3 separate regions of the Mus musculus genome follow, and all the other regions are linked to region 2. Evidence: chromatin contacts called from public HiCAR-type and HiChIP or PLAC-seq data. All regions are on one chromosome and are shown on one strand. The core of a region is the stretch at or near the end of the contact, and the rest is flanking DNA. Distances in the headings are between cores, read along the strand shown.

Evidence for each region. HiCAR-type assays count read pairs that join an accessible place to other places. HiChIP or PLAC-seq counts read pairs in DNA pulled down with a chosen protein or histone mark.
Region 1: a HiCAR-type map of Th17 cells shows a contact between it and region 2, with 2.2 times the contacts expected there. The contact joins the enhancer-like site here to the promoter of 4833412C05Rik in region 2. A contact is called at or near these places in 3 of 484 Hi-C or Micro-C datasets (the MNK3 cell line and cerebral cortex) and 3 of 115 datasets of contacts at active chromatin or transcription factors (Th17 cells, embryonic stem cells and neural progenitor cells).
Region 3: an H3K4me3 HiChIP or PLAC-seq map of embryonic stem cells shows a contact between it and region 2, with 23 read pairs. The contact joins the promoter of Synm here to the promoter of 4833412C05Rik in region 2. A contact is called at or near these places in 2 of 39 promoter capture datasets (liver and pre-B cells), 1 of 15 datasets of contacts at CTCF or cohesin (embryonic stem cells) and 3 of 115 datasets of contacts at active chromatin or transcription factors (embryonic stem cells and pancreatic cancer cells).

What each region holds. Positions count from the first base shown.
Region 1 is chr7:67,852,982-67,855,724 of GRCm38.p6, reverse strand. No RefSeq gene overlaps it. Among named protein-coding and RNA genes, the nearest start is that of Gm39027, 4.9 kb to the right of the region's middle. Within about 2 kb of position 1,269, at least 16 of the 459 cell types and tissues checked have an H3K27ac peak or open chromatin away from gene starts, as enhancers often do. A contact at or near this core is called in the MNK3 cell line and Th17 cells, where this site is marked.
Region 2 is chr7:67,802,148-67,804,847 of GRCm38.p6, reverse strand. 4833412C05Rik (RIKEN cDNA 4833412C05 gene) reads left to right here and starts at 1,352. Exons shown (of 3, transcript NR_045954.1): 1 at 1,352-1,483. Gm34350 (a long non-coding RNA gene) reads right to left here and starts at 1,659. Exons shown (of 3, transcript XR_391567.3): 1 at 1,488-1,659.
Region 3 is chr7:67,758,444-67,761,143 of GRCm38.p6, reverse strand. Synm (synemin, intermediate filament protein) reads left to right here and starts at 1,402. Exons shown (of 5, transcript NM_207663.3): 1 at 1,402-2,325. The coding sequence starts at 1,516.

The sequences.
Region 1 (2,743 bases), core at 20-2,519, 51 kb before region 2:
ACGTTGTGACTGAAGCTCTTATAGCCATTTTGGATCCAAACGGTAACCCGGGATACAGAAGCCACGCATGGTGGTGCAAGAATGAATGGTGGGCCTTCGATAGCAGCCACTATACCAATTCTAGAATTTATGTAATGAAAAAAATCAGTTTCCACTTTTTTTTTTTTTTGGAGATATGTGTGAATTTATGTAAAGAGTAATTCTGGAGAATCGGACATCTAGCTCTTGTTTGTCATGTTACACTCAGCGGTGGAGCCACTCCCTCTGGGAAGCCATCCTGACCCCCCAAGGGCAGGTCAGATGTTCCTCCTATGGTTTCCACAGCCCCTAGTGTTTCTTCCCATACCGCACTGTCAAGGGTCAGGTCTTGCCACCATCATCAGAGTTCCCATAGAAAAAGCTATCCCCTTATTTGCCTTTGAATACCCAGTGCCACATATCAGTGGGTTTTCTGGACAAGAACATGAGTTTACTATCCAAAAGCTTAATCCAAAAGAATCCAGCAGTCAATGCTGTCCTTTGAGAAAGTGCCCAATGAACAAGCTTCAGTTTTGCATCAACCCCTCTCCTTGTTGTACCTGTAAATGAAAGGTTTGTATCTACTACATACACCAATCACCTGCACAGAAACAAAACAAACATCCCTTGCAAGATAGAGAAACATCAGTTGGTAAAAGAGTGGACTGGTCAGTATCTCTCTATCAAAGCAGCTAAGAACATGATACCAAGTGACTGACCAAGAAGGAAAAGATCAAGAAGATTAAAAGGGAAAGCAAGACAGCAACTTGAGTGAACAGAGGAGAGAAGCCAGTGGCCAGAAGGGGAAGTACATTGATTTGAAATGGAGTCCCATCTAGTAACAGATGGCACCCACCTGCAGACTCATTAGGCACACCTGGCTCAGTGCACCCAGCTGGCTTAAAAAACCACAGACTGTGGTTTCACGACACAACAAGCCAAGAGACCCGGAGTGGAAATTCAAGATTTTAAAGGCCACACGAACGTAAGAGCGGGGAGGGGTTGAAAATGAGACCAATTATGAAATGAGCCTAGAGGCTGAGTCAGAGTCGTGGGGTGGGGGTGGGGGTGGGGGCCAGGGGCCAGGTATAGGGAAGGACAGCACTTCTCGCTGTGAAAGGCAACAACTCTGAACATGTCTGATGCATCACCGAGGTAATTTCAAAGCCACAGACGTCAGAGTGGTGTTTACCATGAAGGTGATCTCACCTGCAAGTGTCTGGTGAGACCCACTTGCAATTGCATTTCATGGGAAGGAAGTGTTTCCTTCCCTGCGCAATGCCAGCATCAGCGTCAAGAACTCTGGTTAATGTGAGTCAGAGTGGAGATAGCTTAATGCACCTAAAGTCTGATGAAACCTGCAGGCGTCACATGCAGTAGCAAACAGAACCCCCGGGGGGCCATTAGCAACTCAGCATCTTATCTCATGTGGCTTTAAAACCACAGATTGTGGTCTGGGACTGTCCTACTCAATACCCACCAGCACAGAACTGCCCAAGATGCCAGCGGACCACCCTCACTTAGTTCACCCCTCCCCCCCATCTCTTTCCCTACTAGGATTCTCCAAGCAGCAGAGGTAAAAAGTACTGCAAAGGCTCCCATCTTCAGAGAACATGGGAGAAGCTCTTTAGGAAGGAATATAGCCTGCTTGGTCCTTCAACAGGAAAATACGAGATTGAAGTTAGTTTACTTGCTTGCTTTCAGAATTTTATACATTTATATTTTATCATAGTATTTCTCATCTCTCACCTCCTCTCAGATCCTCCCTCCCCACCCACCCAAACAAAAACTGGCCCAAGTTTAAACACCCCTAGATCATAAGTTATCTGTGACAATAACAGTCCACGCAACCCTTATTTTTGGCCCCAGACTATTGAAAAGAGCAGTTTTAGAAACCAAGAGAAATTGTCTAGGGTCCGGGGCTTTCTCAGAAACCTTGAAGCAACATCTAGAGTCTTCCTGAGCTGTGGCTGTTTCTTTAGTAAAGTTCTTTTAGCAGCCAAGAAGTCACCATATTTTACCTACTTAGACTAATGAGGAGAAACTACTTCAGTATCAGTGGAAAAGTAGAAACTATCTCTTAAGTTTGGTTTCCATGGCTGGAATATCGTCCACAACCACAAGTAACTTGAGGAAGAAAGGGTTTATTTCACTTAAGGCTTACAGTCCTTCATGATGGGAGGGCAGTCAGGGCAGGGACTAAAGCAGAAACCATAGTTACTGGCTTGTTTTCCAAGGTTTTCTCAGTTTTCTTTCTTATACAACCCAGGACTGCCTATCTATGGGCAGCATCGCCCACAGTGGGCACCAACCATTAATCAAGACAATGCATTACAATCCGATTGACTGTTTTCTGAACCAAGGCTCCTCTTCCCAAATGTGCAGTGTGTGAGTGTGTGAGTGGGGGTGGGGGGGAGTGCACTCGTCCACCCCCCCCCCCATGGAAGTCAGAAAGAAGTGTCAGATCCCTCTGGAGCTAGAGTTACAGGAAGGTGTGAGCTACCTGATATAGGTGGTGGAAACCAAACTTGAGTCCTCTGCAACTGCTTAACTGCTGAGCCATCTCTCCAGCTCTGCACAGCTATATTCTATAAGAAGCATTCTCTACTCAACAGAGCACTGAGAAGTCCTATTAAAAGAGCTACGCAGGGTGGAGTTCCGCAGTACAGCTCTTACCAAGCAAGTACAACAATCCAGCGCCTACCCCAGCACTTCCAGAAAGGTT
Region 2 (2,700 bases), core at 103-2,602:
AGAAGACATCGCTTGGAACTGGAGTTGCAGATGGTGGAGAATCACCTTGTGTATGCTGGGAATCCAGCCTGGGTCACCTACAAGAGCTGCAAGTGTTCTTAACCACTACAGCCCAAATCTTGGCGTTTTGTTTTTGTTTTTGTTTTTGTTTTGAGACAGAATGTAATTATATAGCCCTGACTGGCCCTCTAGGCTCAAACTCACTAAGCCCCCTGCTTCCTGAGTGCTGGGATGAAAGGCAAGTGTTAAAGTGTTGGGAGGCCACTATGCCCTGCCAGCTCCCTGTGATACCCCTGGGCTTTACCTGGAGGAGTCACTGGAAGGGGCGGCGGCAAGGGTGGGGGTGGGGGGCGTGCGTGCGTGCGTGCGTGTGTGTGTGTGTGTGTGTGTGTGTGTGTGTGTGTGTGTGTGTGTGTGTGTGGCAGTTCTCAATCACTGAAACAAACATTGGCTTTGGGGAACCAGCATTGTCCATTACTGTTGGGGTGACCAGAGCCTTTCTAACCTCAAGATAAAATGGTGGCAATTGTTCTCTTGCAGGAAGGTGTAGGAAAGGAACCAGCCACGTGGCGGTTCGAACTTAAAAACTCTTCGGGCCACAAGGAGGAAAGTGGGTCGCTTCACACCCCCAGGCTCACGGAGAGGCAGGAAGAGCAAGGAGGAGGCGGGGGGGGGGGGGTAGAGAGGAGATTGAGAGGAAAAAGGATGGGCAAGAAAGCGAATCTCCCAGCTGGTGCAGAGCCCCACACGGTGCCTTACTGACACACATCCAGAGATTCGAGTCCCCTGAACCCGCGTGGGTGACTTTGAAGCAGATTCCCGCCTGGCACAGCGCACTCTCCAGCCGCTCACGTGAAATCCATCAAGGCAAAGTCACACCCTACAGCCAGAGCAATTCGGGAAGCTTGACTCTCCCACAAACAAGGTATTGGGCTCTTTCCTCCCCATTCCCTTCCTCTGAAGCTTAGCTTCTCCCTCCGCATCACTGTCCACGTGCGGACTCATAAGGCGCCCACCCCCATCCGGGCGGGTCCCCACCCTAGGGCATTGGATCCTGCGGGTTGTTTACCAGCTGGCCATCTCCCCAGACCCTGCGCGGTGCCGCCACCTGCCGGTGGGAGACTGAACTGCACCCGCGGGTGCGGGCCAGCAACTGCGGGCTGATGACCCAACGCCGCAGGCATCCGAGGATAACCTTTCCCCTTTCTTTCCAAGACCAAATAAGGGGGCTCTTGCCTCTGTGAGCTGTGCCTGTGGCGGTTAAGCCAAGGGGCGTGGAAAGGAGGATCCCAGAACGAGGCTGACAGTCAGCTAAACAACCCACTACATTGTTCCCTCCCCACATGGCCTCCTCCCTGCTCCCCGGCAGTCCCCACATGCAGCAGCAGACTAGTGGGTAGAACTGCAGGGGTATGGAGACATCCCGAACTTCAGCAGCAGCAGTCCCAGCACCCCGCCCCCAACCTCAGGCATGAAGAGCAAGGTACCTGCAGTAGCTTACTCCTGGGTGTTGCCCAAGCTCAGGACCCTCGGGCCTGGGGGTCAGTAGGGCTGAGAGAAGCCTCAGACCTTGGGGAGGGGCGAGAGAGGTGACACTTGTAGAGGAGCTAGACAGGGCTGTCAGACCTCTGAACCTTGGCATCACCCACACAGAGGGAGTCACAGTGGCTGACAGTGTTCAGTAACCACAGAAACCAAGATTTGACCTATATTTTCAAACATGGCCTCGACTCCAGCTTCCCCTCCTTGAAATCGTAGTGAAAGCGTCTGACTTGACTTGTTATGAATGCTCCTCTTGCTTTAGATTCCAGAAGGCCACCCAGAAGGCAAATCAAGAAACCTCACTAGATGGTTTGTGGATAACGGGAGGGTCCTGATGGGTTCCAGGAAGGAGTCAGAGGCTCTCCTCGTTCACTACCTCTTACCGATCACAGTGGTGACTAGATGATTGCGCTCATGTATGTGCTTTTTGACTGTGTGCACTTTGGGTGTTTTGAGTGATGAAACAGAGGGGAGCAAACCAACACTTTGGTCAGGATGACAGAGTGCTTATAGCCTGTCCGATCCGAGCCTTGATTGAGCGCTCCCTGGGTGCTAACCACTGTTCTGAATATCCCACATCATTACCATCTGCAGGTACCTCTGCTACGGGGAAGGACCACGCCTTCAGAAACACAGCCTTCCTCCTACCACCCAGCCAGGTCACTAACTGGATTCAGGCTCAGGCCTTGGGGTTCCAGAGTGTATATACCCTTGACCCAAACCCTAAATGTTCATTAATAGGGATTTGATTCGTTTACTGTACACCCATGTAATGGAATCGTCTTTGGCTGCTTAAATGGGATGTAGACTAGGAATAATTGTCAGAGGCCAAATATCCACCACACACTGTTAAATGGACACAGCAGGGAGTCAACAGCGTGTATAAGTGGATCTTGTCCTGTGGCTGTTCAGAGGGGACTCATGGCAGCACTAAACTGTGGGCCTTGGTGGGTGGCGGAACTTTAGGTGGCTAATTTTACAGGGATGCTTTCTTCCTTCATTGCTGAGCTCTTTGTGATCCACTGTCAAGGCCGTGAATAAATCCCCCACAAAGTCTTCCCTGATCCCCCGAATTGGACACTAACGACCCCCGTGTCCCTCTGGTGTGGGAACTTGCGTGGGATGGTTTCTTAGTTACATAAGCTCTCGGCTCTATTG
Region 3 (2,700 bases), core at 153-2,652, 44 kb after region 2:
AGGGTCGGCTGTTGTGGGGTGGTCAAGGCCAGGGCGCTCAGGATGAGTAATCTAGAAGGTTGAGTGATGATCACCAAGGACCAAAGTGTTGATGTGCCCCTGTGGATGGGAGAACGGAAGAACAGAGTCCAGGGCTCCCAGGCCAATGCCTTGGTGCTGAATACCCCCCACCCCCCTACTTAGGGCCACCTGTGCCTATTCCTGCGCTCTGTAATGCTACTGACTCTGGCTACCATCCTTTGTAACTGTCGTGTAATGCAATGAGATGCAAGTATGCACAAACTGAGAGAGCTGTGGTTTCTATGGCAATTAAACTAAGTGCTTTAAGGGCACACTGCTGAAAGAAGAGACAGCGGCCCCCCTCCCAGGCTGTCATAATGGGGGTGTGTATAAGGCAGTTGCAAAAGTCTGGAGAGATGGTAGGTGTCTAGAATGTTCTGTGCTCAGAGCACTTCAAAGTCTTTCTAGGTTCTTTCTCCACCAGAATGATGCTAATATTGCAAAGCATAAAGTCCCATGAAGGTGGTTTGTGCAAGTAAGAAGGTAACAGCGTTTCCCACTCTGCGTGGAAAGGAAATCTTACCTAAACATATAATATTGGCAAATGGAGATGCATTCATGCCAGAAGTTAAAAATGTATATGTAGGGCTGAAGACATGACTCAGTGGTTAGGGGCACTGGCAGCAGAGCATGTGGTTTCAATTCTCAGTACCCACATTTTGGCTAACAACTGCCTTTAACTCCAGTTTCACGGGGATTTGACGCCCTCTTCTGGCGTCTGTGTGCACCGTCGTGGTACAAATACATGCAGGCAAAACACTCACACACATAAAAAATAAAAGCAAAATTACTGAAATGGTCTTAGTTTAAAAAACATAACAGGTATATGTGTATATACGGATGTGCAATATACATGCGCAAAGTTGTTTTGTGGTGGTGGATATTGATATCCAGGCCTGGCATATTCTTTATCTGGCAAGCTCTTTATTGTTGAACTATAACTCTAGTTTAAAGAATACACCTCCTGCCCCTCATCTCCAGAGCAACCAATTAGAAGCTTCCTCTACGAAAAGGATCTCTCATTTAATGGCAACTATTTTTCATTAAAGAAAGCTGGGACTCAGGGGTGCCTTAGTTGCGCCCTAGGAGTAGCAACGGGGAGCCTCATAAGGTGTCCCAGATAGCCAGCACGCAGTAATCCGACAACCCACGTGGGATTACCCTGGGCCACCAGGGGGGCCAGTGCTGGGCAGCCTCGCCATGGCCCGATCTGTCCGGCAGGGGGCGCTGTCCGGCCGCAGTGGCCGCGCGGGCCGCGTCCTGATTGGCTGGAGGCGATGGCCCAAGTCCACAGCCGCGCGACCGGGCCACTAAGTGGGGAAGCTCGCCAGTCGGTGCGCCAGTCCAAGGGCCTCCGAGGCAGCGGCGCGGCGGGCGCGGCGCGGCGGGGCGGAGGGGACAAGATCAGGGCAGGAGGCAAGCGGCTAATCGAAAGGGTCCGGCACACCCAGCAAGATGCTGTCCTGGCGGCTGCAGACGGGCTCTGAAAAGGCGGAGCTGCAGGAGCTCAACGCCCGGCTTTACGACTACGTGTGCCGGGTGCGAGAGCTGGAGCGCGAGAACCTGCTACTGGAGGAGGAGTTGCGCAGCCGGCTGAGCCGGGAGGACCGCTGGGCTGAGGATCAGGCACTCTACGCCGAGGAGGCGCGCAGCCTACGACAGCAGCTAGATGAACTGAACTGGTCCACAGCCCTGGCCGAGGGCGAGCGCGACGCGCTGCGGAGGGAACTGCTGGAGCTGCAGCGGGAGGGTGTGGAAGCCGGCACTGCCCGCAGCCGCCTGGATGCCGAGCTGGGAGCGCAACGGCGGGAGCTAGAGGAGGCTCTGGGCGCGCGCGCCGCCCTCGAGGCGCTGCTGGGCCGGCTGGAAACTGAGCGCCGCGACTTGGACGCTGCCCACGAACGCCAAGTGCGAGATCTACGAGCCCGCGCTGCCAGCCTCACCATGCACTTCCGAGCCCGCGCCACCAGCCCCGCCGCGCCCCCGCCGCGCCTGCGGGACGTGCACGACAGCTACGCCCTGCTGGTGGCCGAGTCGTGGAGGGAGAGCGTGCAGCTGTACGAGGACGAGGTGCGCGAGCTGGAGCAGGCGCTGCGCCGCGGCCAAGAGAGCCGGCTCCAGGCGGAGGACGAGGCGCGGCTGTGCGCGCAGGAGGCAGACGCGCTGCGGAACCAGGCGCTGGAGTTGGAGCAGCTGCGCGCGAGGCTGGAGGATGAGCTGCTGCGGATGCGCGAGGAGTACGGGATGCAGGCGGAGGAGCGGCAGGTCCGTGGGCAGGGACCGCGCCCCTTCCCTAATAGCCTGTACACGCACCCCTGTGCACCCAGTAGGCGAGCAGCAGGGGTTCCCGGGACACCCAGCTGGTTCAGCCCCACCCAGGGAAGCGTACGCTGCCAGCAGCTTTGCTATTTATGAAGCGACGGGATTCTGGCATATAGCTAGTCTAAGAATAAGGGGTTGGTGCAATGATCCTTAAATCGGAGGACTGACGCCATGTGACAGGTCCCGGTGGCTAGCCTAGTGCCCATCATCCTGTTAGTTGGATTACCTTTAGATCCAGACGTGTCTAGGCACATCCTGATCAACGATCCTGTTAGTTCTGTTTTTGTTCTCTCCTCTCCTCTCCTCTCCTCTCCTCTC